Linked DNA regions of Rattus norvegicus: region 1 is linked to region 2. A link is a contact called in public Hi-C data. All regions are on one chromosome and are shown on one strand. The core of a region is the stretch at or near the end of the contact, and the rest is flanking DNA. Distances in the headings are between cores, read along the strand shown. Region 1 has its middle 45 kb from the start of Utp6. Region 2 overlaps Faul2 (FAU ubiquitin like and ribosomal protein S30 fusion like 2).

Region 1 (3,334 bases), core at 466-2,965, 120 kb before region 2:
TTAAAAATGTATGAGTATTTTGCCTGTGTGTGTACATGTATATGTGCAACACATGTATGCTTGGTGTCTCTGAGGCCAGAAGAAGGTGTCAGAGCCCTCGGAACTGGGGTTACAGATGGCTGTGAGCTACCAGGTCTGTGCTTAGAATGGAACCTGGGTCCTTTGTGAAAGCAGCAAATACTTTTAACTGCTGACCCTACTGGTCCATCCCTGAGAAAGTTTGCTTTAGACAGTATCTTTAACCAAGAATTTTCTCCAGGCATGTGCTAGGGGAGGGAGTACCATGAATCAGGGGTGGTGGTGTGGTGTGGTGGTGTGGTGTGGTGGTGTGGTGTGGTGTGGTGTGGTGGTGTGGTGTTGTGGTGGTGGTGTGTCCTCCATTGATGAGCTACAATCCTTGTTCTGGCTATTTACAATTTATATAGGTAATTTTATATATAACTTTATTAATTTAATAAATTGTGTGTGTGTGTCTTTCTGTCTTTCTGCCTATCAATGGCACATGTATGCAGGTCAGTGGACAATTCTCAGGAGTCCATTATCCTGCCTGTGATTTTATGGGATCCAGGGATTAAATTCAAGCATCAGGCCTGTGTGCAGGCCCCTCTGCCTGTGAGCTGACTTGATGGCCCATTTTGATGCTTTAATACACTCTTGTTTTTGATTTATGCCTTTTTTACTGTTGAGAAGTGTGTTTCTTCCTCCCATTTCTAAGTTTGGTGCCACTTTAGAATGGCAGTCTAGTCACCAGGAAACCTTGGCAGGGTGGTGTTTCCCCAAGCTGCCTGTGTGCCTGGGCCAACCAGGGCCTTTCCTTTCTCAGAGCAACTGGCTGGACTCAGCTAAGCCCTGCTGCAGGAGGGAATCTGAGCCTGTCTCCCTGGGAAGCAAACTCCCTGGCTAAGTAAACATCTTGGTCCTACACTGCCCTTGAGTTCTCAAAGTTTGCATTCTTAGCTCCAGCTTTTGCAGGGTGGTTGGAATAGGGAGAAATAAAAAATGATCCTGGCCATAATCCATTCTAGAGCAGAAGCCCCATCCAAACTCCAGTGATGGATTTGGAGGCATGTGTGCTCAGAGTGCACTAATGTATGCAAGTGTGACAAGCCAAGAAGAACCACAGGGTTGCAGGGTGTAACGGAAAGGCTGGGCTGCCTCCCACTTTGTTGACTTAGCCAGTCTGGCTGCAAAGCCAAGACCTTTGGAGAGAATGGCCTTCCAGGTTCCAGCAGTTTCTATTAAGCTGGTTCTGTTATTTTGGTCCCCCCCCCCTCCCCGGAGCTGAGGACCAAACCCAGGGCCTTGCGCTTGCTAGGCAAGCACTCTACCACTGAGCTAAATCCCCAACCCCTATTAAGCTGGTTCTGGACGACTAGATTCTGCTTTATATTGGTCAGGAGGACAGGATCTGCACTACGGCCACATCTGGCTGTAGGCTCTAAAGGAGACATTTCCTTTTCTTTCACAGGGCTGCCCACTGGTCCTTCTGTTCATGTCAGAGAGAAGCTGTCCCATTCTTGTAATATTGTATCGTGCTTCATTTTCATTTCTTTACATTTTCCCTGATGAGGTAGTTTTGATCTCTGAAGCAATCTGCTCTGACAACCTTTCATTAGCTGCTGAACGAACGTGGCTGATACAAGTGAGAGAACCGTCTGTTTGGCAACTGCAGGCAGGTCCTTGAAGTTTCGCTCAGCTGCTACCGGTGGCTGTATTCCTATCGGCCAGCAGGGGGCGGCAAAGGCACATTGACTCTGCAGTCTCCAGATGGTGGTTCAAGATGACTTTATTCACTGGCTTCTTCCTTGTTGACAAACTATTGAATTCTCAGCGTCAATAGAAACCTAACTATGACAGGCTGTTCATGGGGGTGGAACCCAAGGCTTTGTGAGTGCCAAGCAAACCCTCTGCCAACTGAGTTACATTCCCAGTTCCAGGAAGTAGCGTTTATAATTCCCACTTTATAGAAAGAGAAACTGAGGCTTGGGTGGCGAAACAGCTGGCCAAGGGTCACGCACACAGTGTATAACTCATGTCTGATTCCGAATTCAGGGGCCGTGTGTTTATTTTTTCTAAAGTGGGAAGCATTTTAGATTTGGCAAAAATCTAGGGTGAATTTTATTTCAGATGAAGCAAGGGAATCTGGTGTGGGTTTACTATTCATTAAGTTCAGTCCGTTGCCTTTGAGACAGGATCTCAGTAGCCTGCACTGGCCTTAAGCTTGCTGGTGATCTTAAGCTCCTTCATTAGTTGCCCCTGAGCACCTGCTGCATACTGTAGACACAGGGGCAATGAATGAGGAAGACGAACACACAAGACTTTAAAGGAACTCAGATAGAATACCTCACACGATGCCACAGAGTTGTTGATGTGAACCAAGGGTCTGTGGGGAAAGGAGGAGCTTGGCGGGGGTGGAAGGTCAAGGAGACCTTCCAGGGACCTGGCAGCCTCTAAGTTGAGTCCTTGAGGACTTAGACAAGTGGTGTCGGGGGGTCATCATCTAGGCCATGGGACTTATGTGTTTAAAGACCCCTACATTCGAGGGGCCTTGTGGGATGTCAGGGCAGAAGCAGGGGACCTTGAAGTTAGGCTGACAGCTTGAAGGACTTTAACAGGAATGTGACATGGGTGGTTTCCCTCTCGGGAGAGTCTTGGGAGGAAGCTAAGGCTGCAGACCATAGCTGGAGAGATGATGATCTGAATGAAGGGAACGGCTATAGCAGAAGGAGGAGGTGAGCAGGCTGCAGCTATTTCTAGAAGGAGGAATGGCAGGAGTGGGGACAGGCTGCTAGGGTGAGATCAGGCTAGGGTACCAGGTGAATGATCTCATTTGTAAGAGTACTGTCACAGCCCCATTTCAGGAAGGTGGCACTACAGTGTGCTCACAGAGCATGGCGGCTCCCCAGATTATGCAGCCCTGTACTTGGAGCTTGCGAAGGTCACACCTCTAGCCACCCATGGCCTTCTGTCTCAGTCAGGGTTCCTATTCCCGCACACAGCATCATGACCAAGGAGCAAGTTGGGGAGGAAAGGGTTTACTTAGCTTACACATTCACATTGCTGTTCATCACCAAAGGAAGTCAGGACTGGAACTCACACAGGGCAGGAAGCAGGAGCTGATGCAGAGGCCATGGAGGGATGTTCCTTACTGGCTTGCTTCTCCTGGCTTGTTCAGCCTGCTCTCTTATAGAACCCAAGACCACCAGCCCAGGGATGGCACCACCCACAGTGGGCTGGGCCCTCCCACCCTTGATCACTAGTTGAGAAAATGCCTTACAGTTGGATCTCATGGAGGCATTTCCTCAAGGGAGGCTCCTTTCTCGGTGATAACTCC
Region 2 (3,127 bases), core at 198-2,697:
GTGACCTTTCCTGTGTCAATCAATCCAACCTAGAAACTACCACTCAGACATGCCCAGAGGTTTGTCCCCTAGGAGATCCTAGACCCTGTCAATATTAAGTATTAGCACTACTAAGAACCATGGGCCCTATGGGAGAGTCAGGAGTTTGAAACTAACCTCTGCTACATAAGAGGCTTGAGGCCGGCCTGCCTCAAAAACAAACAGAGCCAGGCAGTGGTGGCATGTGTCTCTAATCCAATACTCAAGAGATAGGGGTAGGCAGATCTCTGTGAGTTCAAGACCTGGTTTACAGAGAGAGAGTTCCAGGACAGCCAGGGCTATACAGAGAGACCCTGTCTCTAAAATCCAAAAACTAAACAAAAAAGAGAAGGGGGAAAAAAAAAGGGAAAGAAGTGTGGGCCTCAACTCCTAGAGAATAGGTGACATTTTATAGAATCCCCAAACAAACCAAGAGTTGTATAGTAAGGAAACTGGAGTTATGATAATGTTCCAGAGAATCGGATAAGGAATTATAGCCACTCCGCAGAACGCTGGGTGGCCCTGAGACATCACGCTGTAACAGCAGCAAGCTCCTTCTGCTGTATCCGGAAGAGCAGGACCTGGTGCGTGAACAGGACGAAGGACATGAGGTAGAGGTTAAGCCTAAAAGAAGAGGCTGGAGACCACGGTGGGCGGCTTTCCTCCCCCTGCAAAAGCAGTTTTACATTACTCTCTGCTCTCTCCTCCTGTACTGGGCTTGTATCACTCATATAATGGCAAATTACCTTAAGTATTTCCTTAAACCACATTTGTCTTGTGCTAAGGGAAATGAGATGCCCGGCTGGCTCCACACCCACGGTCAGGCCCACGAATGGGCTGGACGCTGTCCAGAGAAGGGGTTTGGTAACGACCTGAGGTCCCCAAGCCGACTCCCGAGAGACTGTTCTCATAGGCTTGATCAATCACTTCAGAGAATAATGATGGAGTCCACTGAGACTACACAAGGGAAAGGGAATCCAGGGGGCAAAACCAGGAATCCCGGGAAGCCCCAAACGTGCGGGTGCCCAGGAAGGAAACAGTGGCTAGTGGTGAACTGCGTGAGCTTAGATCTGGCAGCCTGCAGAGTCCATGAACCACTTGTCACTGAGAGGGTTTGACAAAGGCGGATGAGGCCCGCTGGGGACAGTAGTGAGCTATAGTGCTGTGAGGCTGGAGTGTAGGGGCTCAGCCTTCCCGTTCCATTCAGTAGGGGATGAGGAAGAAGAAGTGAAATCCATCCTGGCTAATGTTACAGAATCTTGAAAGCAGGTTCAACAACTGGGTTCTGCACTTGCTGTGTGACTTTCAGTAACTTGTTCCACCCCCGCACCCCAGTTCTCTCATATTCTCATCTGTAAAGTAGAATCATCACAGCATGGCTGTAGTTCATAAATGGGATAGTGCGGAAAGGGCTTGGAGGCGGGCCTTCCGCACAGCTGAAGCCTAGGAAACGGGGCGTGGCTTCAAAGCAGCCGGGACTCCAGGGTCCTCCGCTCTATGCCTTGCTCCCCGGTTCACTCAATTCCCCACGCCTCGCCAGTCTCACGTTTGGAATTTGGCATCCATTGGTCAAAAGTCATAGTCTGTATTTGGCTGAACTAATTTTATCCCAGATTACTGCTGACAGAGTCAACATCTCTCCCTCCTCCATGCCCGGGGCTCCTGGGAGGTGTACGTTCTCCAGGCTGCCTGCTCTCTTAGCTCAGTTGCCTTGGCCTCCCTCCCCACGCTGGTGCCCAGAATGTAATAACAAATCCCCATCGCCGGGCGCCCAGGAATTCAGGCCCAGCCTGGGTTGCGCTGTTCACCAGCACATCTGTTTCCAATCAGTATATAAAGCACATTCTTTCTGCTCACAGGCAGGCGTGCAGGCCCTGAGCCTGGGGACCATGCTAATTGATTGCTAAATGATCTTGTCATTTCCAAAAGAGGTCTCTAGGCCTGCCCTTTGCTCTGCCTCTGCTCCCCACGGGGGGTGACAGCGCTAAGAATTAACTCATCAGCTGCCTCTAGCTGCAGAGAATCCCTCAAACTTCTAGTGTGGGAAGGCCCTGGGAGCCTCAGAGAGGGTACTGACTGATAGTCCTTTGTTGAAGACTCGTGGTTCCAAAGACAGTGGCTGCCACATGCACCAGCCACCTCATCCTCCCTGATCATACAAGGCCCAGACTATGCAAAAAAGAGAACAAGGGTTCGGGAGTGTATTGCGTGACTCTAGGTCACACAGAGTTGGTGGCAGAGATGCGGTAGTCAAAAGCTTGGCTCCTGCTAGGTTGAAGTTTGGTCTTTAGCCTGGCCCATTAGTGTCTGACCAGTGTAAGCATCAAGGCAGTGAGGAAGCAGACAGCACAGGATGGCTTTCTAGACATGGGACACACAAGCCATCTGTCTGTCTGCCCTGTCATGCTGAGTGATGAGTTGGGAGTTAACACTGTTCACTTTTAAGAGCTTTCTTTCCTGACAGGAAGACCCTCATGTCCCAGCCTCTTTGCTCCAAGGGTCAGAGGCTCCCTGACACTAGAGAAAAGATATAGCTTCTGTGTTTCCTCTTCTGTCTCCCCAAGTTGAAGTCAGGGGCTGCTGCCTTTCTGTCTTCAGACTGTACTTACAATGGAGTACTCACAATGGGGCCGGAAGGACTGAATGAGTGAATGAGTGAGTGAGTATAAGTGAATGAATGAATGACCCATGCTAACTGTTTCTGGGATCTCGTTCACTGGTTTCTGGATGCTTGAACAGTAAGAACAAGTTCCCTTTACAAAATCTCTGACCTTCTTGTGGTGATCTGAATATGCTTAGCCTAGGGGAGGTAGCACTATTAGGGGGTGTGGCCTTGTTGGAGGAAGGGTGTCACTGCGTAGGCAGACTTTGAGGTCTCCTCCTATGCTCAGGCTCCACCCAGTTTGGATGAGACCCCCTCCCTTTCCCCCTCCTGGCTGACTCAGGTGGACAGTCCTCTTTTGCTGCCTGCGGATCAAGATGTAGAACTCTGCTCTTCCAGCACCGTGTCTGCCTGGTTGACACTGCCATGCTTCCTGCCATGATGATGATGGACTGAACCTCTGAATCTGTAAGCCAGCCCCAGTTAACTGTTGGCCCTTATAAGAGT

The links. A called contact is a pair of places that touch in the nucleus more often than the background predicts.
Region 1: a Hi-C map of psoas muscle shows a contact between it and region 2, with 3 times the contacts expected there. The contact joins two enhancer-like sites. A contact is called at or near these places in 6 of 12 Hi-C or Micro-C datasets (the A7r5 cell line, the Rat2 cell line, hepatocytes and 2 more).

What each region holds. Positions count from the first base shown.
Region 1 is chr10:65,379,587-65,382,920 of GRCr8, reverse strand. No RefSeq gene overlaps it. Among named protein-coding and RNA genes, the nearest start is that of Utp6, 45 kb to the left of the region's middle. Within about 2 kb of position 1,715, at least 10 of the 93 cell types and tissues checked have an H3K27ac peak or open chromatin away from gene starts, as enhancers often do.
Region 2 is chr10:65,256,606-65,259,732 of GRCr8, reverse strand. The region is part of intron 1 of Faul2 (FAU ubiquitin like and ribosomal protein S30 fusion like 2); the gene reads right to left. Among named protein-coding and RNA genes, the nearest start is that of Mir365b, 74 kb to the right of the region's middle. Within about 2 kb of position 1,447, at least 21 of the 93 cell types and tissues checked have an H3K27ac peak or open chromatin away from gene starts, as enhancers often do.